2 separate regions of the Pan troglodytes genome follow, and region 2 is linked to region 1. The links are chromatin contacts, called in public Hi-C maps. All regions are on one chromosome and are shown on one strand. Each heading gives the region's core, a stretch centred on a gene start, on an enhancer-like site or on the middle of the called end of the contact. The rest is flanking DNA. Distances are from core to core; before and after follow the strand shown.

Region 1 (5,946 bases), core at 952-3,451:
AAAGTGCATAGAAGGTAGGGGAGGAGGGTGTGTGCTGTGTCCACTGGGCTAGAACTTCACTAAGAAGGGTTTGCCTCTTCCCCTTCAGGTTCTTACCAAGCCAGATAAGTGGTTGTCATGGAGACGATACGTTGTGACAACAACTGTGGTGCCAGGTGTTCAGAGCAGCACACTGGCACCCCACTCCCAGAGAGGATGCTGAAGCAGATTGAATCACTTCAGGAGAAAAGCACACTTAGGCACGAAGCCCTGGCTTTTCTTCTTCTTTCTTCTGTGTCTATAATGTGCTTTATCTTAAATAAAACTTCATAAATGCCATAAACTGTTGTGGAAATCTCCTGAGTCCCTCTGGAATTTTCATGATTTTAGGGAACTAGAATTTTTTTTACAAAAATCTTACTTAAAAAGGTGAATTAGAATTAACCTTTAAAATTGTAAGAATTAACTTTTAGTATTGTAAGCAAAACCCTAAAAAGGACAAGGACAACCACAAGAAGATAGTCTGTAAATGGACAGATAATTAACTTTCTCTTGTAAATTCACTGACAATTTTTTTAACATTTTATATCATTTGCACCTAGCGCCCCCTGGTGGTTCTCAAAAAGGTACTACGGTGAGCGTCAATCTGATACCGGTCACCTTATATACTATTTGTATTCTCATTTGGCAGGGAATAATTTCAAAAGTTAATGCATATATTAAGTGCTTGCCTTTATGTTATTTTATCAAATTGAAATAACTATACTGAGAAATTCTGAATTGTTAACTTTAATTTTCTAGATCTTCTGGAAATACATTGAGAGAATGAAACCTAGTTCTTCCTATAAAAGTCAATTAATATTAACATTTGATACGGCAATTTATTGTTGGTAACAATGCAAAATAATATTTATTAACTGTCATTGGATGGGTTCAGGTTAAAAAACCACCTAGCAACCAGTGCGACACACCTGCGTTCTCATTTACCTGATGCAGTATGAAGACACGGAGATCCCTTTCCATAAGACAGCAAATTTCCAAATGTCACTTGTAAGTGGCAGAAGTAAAAGCATGCATTGAAAAAGAATAAGACTTGCCCTCATGTCAAATTGTGGCCCAGGATATGAACGTTGCTGATGGTGTCACAATCAGCTGATTAGCCATTTCAGGCACTATTATGTTTGAAGTACGCCCTGATTGTTGGAGCATTAACTTTGGTATTGAGATGCTAAGCGCTTCTTTTATCTCCTTCACTGAGAATAAGCAACGATAGAGAAATATTTTAATGTATAAAGGAGGAGAAGGAGGAAAGGTTGGGGACGGGAAGGAGGATCCGAGGATGTAGGAGGGGACGGAAAAGAAAGTAATTTGCTCTTTATGACGGCTTTGATGCATACATTAATAGCTTTAGATTCTTCCTAAGCTCTTTAGAATAAAATAAAATGAACTTCCTCACCTTTTTCCTAATGTTATATCAATAACTCTGGCAAACAGTTTTGCCAGGGAATAAAATGTAAATATTGGTGGAAATCCACTCATCGGGGCTCGCTCATACAGTTAAAAAAAAAAAAGTTCACAACAGCATCTTAAAAGTAGGGTTCCACAGAGTCATGAACATTCACAGCACCTAATAAACCAGCGGCACGGAGATTACGAGCTGCTAAATGGCAAGGATTAGAAGCCCCCACCTCACGGACTTACCGCCCTTTTCCATCCAGCCCGGCCGCTCCGCGGGTGGAGGAGGACGCGGGACGCTCGGGCTCCCAGGCGCTGCCGCTGCGGGTCCCATGGCGCACGCAGGTGCCTGCGGAAAACAGCGGCGACATCGCGGTGAGACGGCGGGGTCCGCGGGAGAGGAGCCGCGGGGGACTCGCCTCCAGCTGTCCGGACCCGCGGTTTCCGCGCTGGTGGGAGCGCCCGGCACTCACCTGCTCGGCCACCTGCGCCAGCAGCATCCACAGCGCCGCCAAGCCCCGCCATCCGCGCGCGCGGGGCTTCATCCAGGAGCGCTCCGAGGGGCTAGGGGCCACCGGAGGGTCCCCGGCCGGCAGCGTGCGAGCGGGCAGGGAGGACCCGACCCAGGCAGAGCGCGGGAGGATTCCCCACAGCGACTCCGCCGCCGCGCCGGGGTTATTACTGAAGCTCCGTGCGGCGCGGGGGGCGGAGTGGCAGCCGCGGCGGCGGGGGCGGTGGGAGCGGTGGGAGAGCGCGGGGCGGGCAAGGGAGAGAGGAGGGGAGGAGGTGAGGGCGGGGGGGTCAGAGGACCCAGGAGGGGAGAGTGCAGGGACAAAGAGCAGAGGGGAGGAGGCGAGGTCAGCGGGGCGCTGAGGCGGAGGCGAGCGGGGAGCAGAGGGAAGGCGGGAGACAGCGGGCAGCGCCAGAGGAGGAGGACGCGGGAAGATGGAGCTGCCCACGGCCTGCAGTCCGTGCCTCTCTGCCCGCGCGGGGACCACACAGTTGGAGAGGCTGCCGGGCACCGGCGCGGGCGATGCTCAGCATGGACCTCCGGCCGGTGCGCGCTCCTGCCCTGCCTTGGGGCTGGGGACTCGGCGGGACTCCAGCTACTGCAGTGGCTCCGCGGGCTCCCACCTCCGGGCCGCACCGGCGCCGCCAGAGGCCGGGACACCTGCAGCCCGCGGAGTGCGGTCTGGCCGCGCCTCTGTGCCCCGGCACAGCTGTGGGGACACTGGGTGCGGAAAACCGGGCGCCAGGACGTGGGAGAGCCGCGGACCTGCCTTTAAAGGCGTGTGCCTAGCTCTGGAGTTTGCGGAGTGATCGGAGACGGGGAGGCTGAGGAGGAAACTCTTCCCCCGCGCCATTTGCCCCGAGATGTGGCGGCGCTCCTGGCCCCGTGGTCACGGCCACCCTCAACTGGCCAGGCCGCGGATGCCGGTGACTGGCTGCTGGGTGCAATCCCTAGGGAGGTCTCAGGGCTGCGGATGGGCCTGGGTCTCGGCCGCCACGGGGGTCGATCGGGCTACTGTGTGGACGGGGTGGCCAAGGAGGCAGCAGGTGTGCGGTCAACAGCCTGGCCAGAATTCTGCTGTAGCTGGATGGGGTGTGTGAGCGCGCGGGTGTACATGTGCCTGGGTGTGTGCGGGTGTACATCCACATCTGACTGCGTGTGCGCGAGTACACGCTGTGAGCCCATAGTGTGTCTGGAATTGGTGGGTTCTTGGTCTCACTGACTTCAAGAATGAAGCCGCGGACCCTCGCGGTGAGTGGGTACAGCTGATGTTACTTTGTTACTTCTGATGTTCAGATGTGTTCGGAGTTTCTTCCTTCTGGTGGGTTCGTGGTCTCGCTGGCTCAGGAGTGAAGCTGCAGACCTTGGCGGTGAGTGTTACAGCTCTTAAGGCAGAGCGTCTAGAGTTGTTCGTTCTTCCCGGTGGGCTCGTGGTCTCGCTGGGCTCAGGAGTGAAGCTGCAGATCTTCACGGTGAGTGTTACAGCTCATAAAAGCAGAGTGGACCCAAAGAGTGAGCAGTAGCAAGATTTATTGCAAAAAGCAAAAGAACAAAGCTTCCACAGCATGGAAGGGGACCTGAGCCGGTTGCCACTGCTGGCTGGGGCAGCCTGCTTTTATTCTCTTATCTGGCCCTAGCGACATCCTGCTGATTGGTAGAGCCGAGTGGCCTGTTTTGTCAGGGTGCTGATTGGTGCGTTTACAATCCCTGAGCTAGATACAAAGGTTCTCCACGTCCCCATCAGATTAGTTAGATACACAGAGTTTCCACACACAGGTTCTCCAAGGCCCCACCAGAGCAGCTAGATACAGAGTATCGATTGGTGCACTCACAAACCCTGAGCTAAACACAGGGTGCTGATTGGTGTATTTACAATCCCTGAGCTAGACATAAAGACTCTTCACGTCCCCACCAGACTCAGGAGCCCAGCTGGCTTCACCTAGTGGATCCCCGCACCGTGGCTGCAGGTGGAGCTGCCTGCCAGTCCTGTGCCGTGCGCTCGCATTCCTCAGCCCTTGGCTGGTCGATGGGACTGGGCGCCGTGGAGCAGGGGGTGGTGCTCGTCGGGGAGGCTCGGGCCGCACAGGAGCCCATGGAGTGGGTGGGAGGCTCAGGCATGGCGGGCTGCAGGTCCCGAGCCCTGCCCCGCGGGAAGGCAGCTAAGGCTCGGCGAGAAATCGAGCGCAGCACCGGTGGGCTGGCACTGCTGGGGGCCCAGTACACCCTCCGCAGCCACTGGCCCAGGTGCTAAGTCCCTCATTGCCCGGGGCCAGCAGGGCTGGCCGGCTGCTCTGACTGCGGGGCCCGCCAAGCCCACGCCCACCCGGAACTCCAGCTGGCCCGCAAGCGCTGCACGCAGCCCAGGTTCCCGCTCGTGCCTCTCCCTCTACACCTCCCTGCAAGCTGAGGGAGTGGGCTCCAGCCTTGGCCAGTCCAGAAAGGGGCTCCCACAGTGCAGTGGGGAGCTGAAGGGCTCCTCAAATGCCGCCAAAGTGGGAGCCCAGGCAGGGGAGGTGCCGAGAGCAAGTGAGGGCTCTGAGGACTGCCAGCACGCTGTCACCTCTCAGTAGGACTGCGCGCGTGGGAGTGCATGTTTGCACACGTGTGTGTGTGTGGCGCTCCCCGTCCGTGGCTGCTTTCCCATCACACACCTTATGTGGATCCTGGGCCTTCAGCTGCCCTTTGTTTGGTTCCAGTGTCCTTCACAGCCAGCTTAGCTTGACATTGCCTCTTTTGCACACTTTGGAGAGGGGGATGAATGGGGGAAATGGTGTCTTGGGCTCTGGCTTTCTTTGCCCAGCCTGTCGCGAGTCTGTGGGCACCCAGGGAGAGCTCCCAGCAGGCACCCTGCTAGGGCTGTCCTGAAGCCCCAGACCCCAGGTAGGGGCAGTAGAACCGCCTGGCTGTGTATGGGCATCCTCATTCCATAGCAACACACACTCCCTCTCTTATTCATTTATTTGAAACCATTCTTCAAAGTGCAAATATTTTTTACATAAAGCCTGGCATTGGGAGGGACCTTAAAACACCTGCCACCCTTCCTCTCTGCCAATGCCTAACAAGTGTCTGCCTCAGCTCACACCTCAGGGAGCTTACACTTACCTTGAAGGGGGGTTGGGCAGTGCCTGGAAGTCTCCAAAATCTGCCGGCAGAATTTCCCTTGTCCTGAGTACATTGCACGCTTGATAAATGGGGATCTCTACGTACTTCTAATTGTGTCCAGTGTAACATGAAAGGGAGTGAGATTTTTTCGAGTCTATCACATGGAGATACCTAGGGGCCCTCTTCTGTAAGTTCAAACAGATGGAAAAAAAGAAGAATGGCTGATATAAAAGGATTCACTCTTAGGGTGTGCTTAAAAACAGTAAGACCAGAACAGTGCTAAATGAGTCTCTTTTCATTGTGAAGAAAGAAACAACATTCTTTAAAATGACTAGTGTTTCCCAGTTCCTCTAGCGGTGCACGGATTTCAGCGCTCATCCTGCAGTATGAATGTCTCCAGGTAACAAAGAGGGGTGGTTGAGTCCAGGCTATAGAGGCCAGAGTGGGAGCTGAGATGCAAAACACACGAGTGGCCCGAGTTTAAGACGGGCCATCTAACGTGGTGGCAGTAACTCGCAGCTGCCTGTCCGTCTCAGGGAGGGATGGAGAGGGAGGGGCAAACTGGAGCACACGTGTCTGCCTTAAAAGGGACTCCTGGCACTGAGTGGCCAGCGCATGGGTTGGTGCCATACAGTATTGGGGACCAGACCTGCCTAATTTTTAAAGGTAAAATGGAAATCTAAATATGTATATGGAGTCCCTTCAATTTAAAGGTGTCCCAGCAAAGTAACCCTGAGAACAAATATTGGAAGAGTCAAAACAAACCGCCAGCCTCAAACTACTTCACTTTGCAGCCCTTCAAGAACTTAGCACTCTTAACTTTGAGGTCAAAGTTTAGGAAAGCAGTTTTGTCGTCATTTGTTTACATCCAGGGTCAGAAAACTCTCTACTGCCTAAGA
Region 2 (5,946 bases), core at 942-3,441, 290 kb before region 1:
ATTCACTCCGCTCCAGCTTCACTGGCCTTCTTGCTCTTCCCAAGCACACCAAGCCAGCTCCTGCTACAGTTCTTCACATCTGATGTTTCCACTGTAGGAGAGACTTTTCTTCCAAGATTTCTACAGAGCTTATTATTCTCTCACCTTTGCTCCAATATAAACGTTCCAGGACTCCCTACTTAAATTCCAACAGCCACTGGCCTAGTCCTCACCCATTCATTCCCTCCCCATCTCTGTTCAATTCATCAACAACGTTTTCATTACCCTCTAACATAACTCATTTGTTTCATTTATCCTGCCACCCTCCTAGAATGGAAGCTCCAAGAGATCAAGAATTTTTGTCTTTTTCTCCCCTAATGCCATAATTGCAATGTCTAAAATACGGCAGGTGATCAATAAATGTTTGCTGAGTGAATTGGCTCGAATAATAAATACAATGTATTAAAGATTCGGGAGAACTCCAATCACGTTCCTGGGGTGGTGGTGGCGGGGGGCGTTACAAGATACCTATACAATGCAGCTCAGTGAAGGCAATGATCTATTAGTTCTCCTTCTACTCACAAAAGCAGCACATTTCCTTCCTCCCCTTCCTTCAACACTTAAAATGTTTGCAATCAGTTCACAGATATTGCACTTAAAATGCAAACCAAGTTTCTCGGCATGGCCTACCTAGCCTGCACTCCCGTCTGGTCTCATCAACCATCTTCCGTGTGCACTATGCTCATGCCAACCATACCATGTTCTGCTCATCAAAGACACCCTGCTCCTTCTCACCAAAGGAACCTTTCCACCTGTTAATCCCTCTATCCAGAAAGCTCTTCCTACATCTCTTCTGACAGCCCGATCCTTCTCATTATTCAAATATCTGAAAGTTACTGACTCAAAAATTCCCTAGCTGACTACTCTAGCTAAGAGACAAGACCAATATTCCAACATCCTCCTTTATTTTCTAACATCTAAAATCTTCTGAGGCCTTATTCACACATATGCATCTTACTTACGAGAGATCCTATTTTGTTCACCACAATGTCTGTAGTTCCTAGAACACTAGGCAGAGTAGGTAATGAGGTGCTGGTGAGTTCCGTTTTATCACTGAAACCGCGATAGTAGGAAGTTAAAAGAGACCCCCGACATCAGGCAGCTAGGAGAGTCGTGGGAAATGAGGGGCACTATTGCCCAAGTACCACCCCATAAGATCTGGAGCCATACTCTAGCAATTCTCCCTTATGTCACTCTAAAGAAGAGCCCACGCCGCTGTTAGAAACCTCCAGTCTCTGCATGCCTTTAATAAACTACTTTTATCAAACAACTGACAAGCTACTTGACCAATTACGTGGCTTGCTTTTTAAAAAATTAGCCTCGGGATGGCACATCTGCTATAAGCTGAAATGCCTCCCTAGACTCTTCGAGTCTAACGACTCAGACAACCCACATGTCACGTAAGATTCTGCCTCCAAACAACAAATACTCAGGATGGGCCAGAAGACCAAAGCGTTATCCTCAGGGAGATAACTGCCCTCGGCGTTTCACCTGTCCCTCACTGACCTACGGAGTCTGCCCTAGGGAGCTCCGAGGCCGGGTAGGGAAGGTGGGGGGCCCTCAAAACCTCGCTCACTCCACCCCCACCGTTACACCAGCGCATTCCAGTCAATGAACTCTGGGTTTCAAGCTTAAATAAAGCAAAGAAAGCCGTCCCCAAAACTCATGTAGGAAAAAGAGAGCAGAGAGACGAGCGAGCAAGAACTACGGTTGGGAAGGGAGAGCAGCGCACTGAGGCACAGCCCGCGCGGCCGGACCCCACATCCCTGCGCTCCCGGCCGGCCAAGCAGAGTCGCCCCCCGCGCCCGCGGCCCCGGGAGGTGCCGCACCTGCTGCAGAGAGGCGCAGCCCTGACATCGCGACAGGTCCGCCGCCGTCCCGGGCGCCGCCGAATGGGTCTCGCCCGGCATCATGGTGCCGCCGCCGGGCCCGGTGGGCACGCACGCCTCAGGGGCCCGCGGCGTCGGCCCCGTCCTGTCTCTGCTGATGCCGCCGGGGCCGCCGCCTGCCAGGCCGCTTCCCGCCAGGTCCGGGCGGGTCCATCCGTGCACAGAGGTCCCCGTGGGGCTAGCAAAAGGCTCTCCGAGCCAGAGCTGCCTCAGGCACTAAAAAGAAACGCTACCCGGCGCGGCCCCCGAGCGCGACGCAGTCCAGTCAGGGCCCCGCCCCGCCCTGGCTCGCCCCGCCCCTCCCCTGGGCGCGGGGCTGCCTAAGGCGCTGCCTGAGCAACACCGGGAGAGGAGCTGTGCTATGCGGCGGGGGAGAGGCCCACAGAGGAGCAGCCAATAGGAGTAGAGGGATCGAAGGTGCATTCCTTCCACTGTTAAGGGTCGATCCTTTATTGCCACCTTGCTGTACGACAGGCTTTCCATAGACACCTAAAGGCCTCCGCTATGTGGGCGGTGACCCGCCCGTGACGTAAGCTCCAGACGCCTGAGAAGTGGAAGGACCCGGCGTCCAGGACAGGAAAGTGCGTGATTTACAGCTAGAGGGGTAGGCGCTGTCCCGGAGCCCGTCCTGGGCCAGGGAGCAGGAGAGGGAGGGACTACAGTTCCCGACGCGCTGCGGGGCGGGCGGAGATCGTGCGTTTCGGCGCCAGTTGCATGGCCTTAGCAGCCAGTGGCGGCTCCCCTGCTCCTGGAACAGTCCCCTTGTCTTCTGACCTTTCGCTCCTCGGTCATGTGTCCACGCCGGTCGCCGCGGCAGCCCGTGATGCCCGAGCGGCGGGTTCCCAGGCCCAGGTGTGGGCGCCACCGCCCACCGTGCGCCAAGCCCAGAGCCTGGTTGAATCGTTCGCCACCTTGTCCACCCATTTTGGCCATTATCCTGCCACCTCCAAATCCTGTTTTTGACACCTCTCGGGAGAGAGAGAAAACGGAAAGATAAAGGAATAAACTCCTCGTGGTCGTAGTTAGTGGGTAAATTCAGATCTCGTTTGAACCGAGGTTTTTCTTATCTCCAGCCACCGTATCCACCACCACCAGAATCGTCTTTTTAGTCATCACAGCTGGTCGCCATCAGTACCTTGTTCAGAAGCCTCTCGCAGCTTCCATCGTGTGGTTATACAATCCAAATTCCTTATAAAGTCCAAATTCAAGAGGAGGAATGCACGTTTAGTTAAGTTAATGTCTAGACCTTACCAGCCAATTGCTAGCTCCTCAGTATGGAAATTGCAACTGAAAACACCCCTTCCAAAAAAAGCAGTCTGCATTTTTCTCTGAGTTTTCTTCTCCAAATTTCGCACTCCTGACCTTGCTTACACACTCTGGATACCACCTGCTGTGGAGTGGCGGAAGCAGACATCCAGCGATAGCTAAGTTTCCTGTCGTTGACACCCAAGCAAGACAGGCGTGTACCTAACTGAGGACCTGCCGGTGATAGAAGTCTCAGCTTTTCTCAGAGACAGGTGGGCAGAAAACAAGGGTAAGGTTAAAAAAGAAAAGGGAAGTGAGCAGATCCATAGCGGGACGCAGCTATACAGTGGAAGACAGACCATGTGACCCATTAGGGAAAGGGGCAGCAGGTATTAGAGAAAGACCTGTAGGGATCATGATCGCCCCGGTGCTAGCGTCTGATCCCAGACAAATTTATCTTCACCATTATTTCCCTTTTATGTACAGTTACTTAAACGTGTGTTTTTCCAAAGTACCTTACTGGAGAAGACACCAGCTCTCTCTCCCTCTACACCATCCACCCGCAGCCATGACGCACTTTTATGATTAGGGGCACTTGAAGTTCTCACTGCTGCCTCCCTGTCTGTGCACCCTTGCTAGTGTTTTCCCCTCACCTGGAACACGCTTCCTTCTAGCTCTAGGTGTAGAAATCCTACCTGCTCTTCCACGCTCCGTGGTTTACCTCCACAACCCCAAGGATCTGCCACCTAAGGGGCAAAAAATCCCCTTAGCACGGAGTAATTTTTAGTAACATCACATTTTGAGTTGGATGATGGTGATTTTTATGTCTTACAGATGAGTCTTCCCTTTAAATGCTGCAAAGTGCTGCATAGTAGATGTTAAATGAAAGTCAGAAGGAATCAAATGTACTGCAATTAATTGAAGGTAAGAAACAACAAATATTTCCCTTCAAAAATGTTAATAAAAGTGTATTTTCTCCTACCTTTCTCAAAGCCAGTTCTCAAGACATCTAATGAAAACGAGTCTTGTTTACGTAATGCAGGGATAGGCAGACTCTGAAGAGCCACATGGCAAATATTTAAGCTTTGTAGGTCACACAGGTCTGTGCCACCTATTTGTCACCTTCTGTTTATTTAAGAAACTTCAAAATGTAAAAGTCATTCTTAGCATGCAGGCTGTACAAAAACAGGTGTGATTATTGGTCATAATGAAAATGTAGTAGGCCACTAATTGAGGAATGGTCAGAATTACATTTTTTCTCTTTCCCGCATGATGGGCCACACCTGTTTTTTCATCACGATGGAAACAAACAAGCAAGTGTGTATACTGCAAGTGGTGAACTATGGCTTTGGAAGCACACATCTGTCTTTAAATTTTTACGCAAATGACCTATTTGTGCTGGTGTTTCCTTAGAGAGGACCAACGGTAATTTAAGTAAAAAGTGACAAGGATGGGAACCACTCTATAGGATTCACTAGACAAATAGTAGTTATTAATAATTTATTGATGGTGGTATCCATTTTGGAAAGGAGATAAATATATCTTCAGCTGACTCATAGGAAAAAGATGGTTTGCTTTTTCTTTAAAAGCATTTTTCCTGTCAAACTTCCAAGATAAACTTGTTGTTTTTCTGCCAGAGAAGCCCTAAGACCCGGAGGAATGTCTGCATTCCAGTCTCTGGTCTTGGGATTCCCTGTGCCTGTCGAATCCAGCCAGCTGTTTCAGAGGATCCAACTCAAAAAGTCTCACTTCTCACCCCACACGCTCATTACCTCTCAGATACTTGGTATCTGCTTAAAACGAAAGCTCTGGAATTAGCATCATTGAGAGGTAACTGTTGATTTAGTTTATTAACATATACTTCCACTGAAATGGCTAATAGATATGGTCTAGAAACCAAGGAGAACTCAAAATGGAAAGCTGTCTATTCTTTGGAAGTTCAAGGCTATGCTTTTAATTGATGCATTTAACCATAAGAAAAATGAACTATATGTTCATTTTTTTCTTTTAAAAGTTGGAGAGATGTTTGGTGGAATTGTTTGTGACTAACAGTGTGTTATTCAATGATATGACCCCCTGATTATTAGGTATTAATTTCCAGACCTGTGATGTAATGCTACCATATGCCCACAAGATGTCTGTCTTTCCCTGTGTGTTTTCCACATAAATAGAATTTCCGACGGTATTACGACTTAACCGAACCTTCCTTGCAGAGGGGAAAGGCCATCCTCTGGGGTATCCTAGGGTGGAAGGCGTCTTGTGGGAACCACTTTGCTATCCGCCCACACACGTTCCACCAGGCTTAGTCCTAAGCTGTCTTTGCTCCAGTTTTTCTCAATACTCAGGGTTATAGTGGTGGGGTTTCGACTTGTCCTCAGACATCAGCAATTTGCTGACAGCCTCAGCTCTTACCCTCAAAGTGATTTGAAGCCAGAGAGTAAACATGTTGCTTCTTCCTGAAACACTGATGTTACTTAGAAACCGGACAAATAAAATTTAGTTTTGAAACAATTAGTTTGAAATAGAAAGCAAAACTGATATGATTATTAAAGCAAAATTTTCTTCAACCTGAGAAAGCTGATTAAGTAAAAAAAAAGCAACATTTGAAAGGACTTTCACAACTTTCACATTGCAGTCGCCCTCTGTAAAGGAGGACAAGCCCACTCTGCCTTGCGGGTTTGTGAACACCTGGCGGCTATAAGAGTTGGTCACACGAGAAGCTTCTTGTAGCTTCCGGGATTGGAGGAAGAAGGCAGCAGGTGCTCAGAGGTGA

The links. A called contact is a pair of places that touch in the nucleus more often than the background predicts.
Region 2: a contact with region 1 is called in a Hi-C map of stem cell-derived neural progenitor cells, with 6 times the contacts expected there. The contact joins the promoter of ICE1 here to the promoter of ADAMTS16 in region 1. A contact is called at or near these places in 4 of 7 Hi-C or Micro-C datasets (blood, induced pluripotent stem cells and stem cell-derived neural progenitor cells), 1 of 1 datasets of contacts at active chromatin or transcription factors (stem cell-derived excitatory neurons) and 1 of 1 other capture datasets (stem cell-derived neural stem cells).

Annotation. Positions count from the first base shown.
Region 1 is chr4:5,802,626-5,808,571 of NHGRI_mPanTro3-v2.0_pri, reverse strand. It overlaps ADAMTS16 (ADAM metallopeptidase with thrombospondin type 1 motif 16), which reads right to left and starts at 2,201. Exons shown (of 23, transcript XM_016952922.4): 1 at 1,908-2,201; 2 at 1,681-1,783. The coding sequence starts at 1,979. It overlaps LOC104006331 (a long non-coding RNA gene), which reads left to right and starts at 2,295. Exons shown (of 4, transcript XR_001717436.4): 1 at 2,295-2,491.
Region 2 is chr4:6,090,671-6,096,616 of NHGRI_mPanTro3-v2.0_pri, reverse strand. It overlaps ICE1 (interactor of little elongation complex ELL subunit 1), which reads right to left and starts at 2,191. Exons shown (of 20, transcript XR_010157136.1): 1 at 1,869-2,191.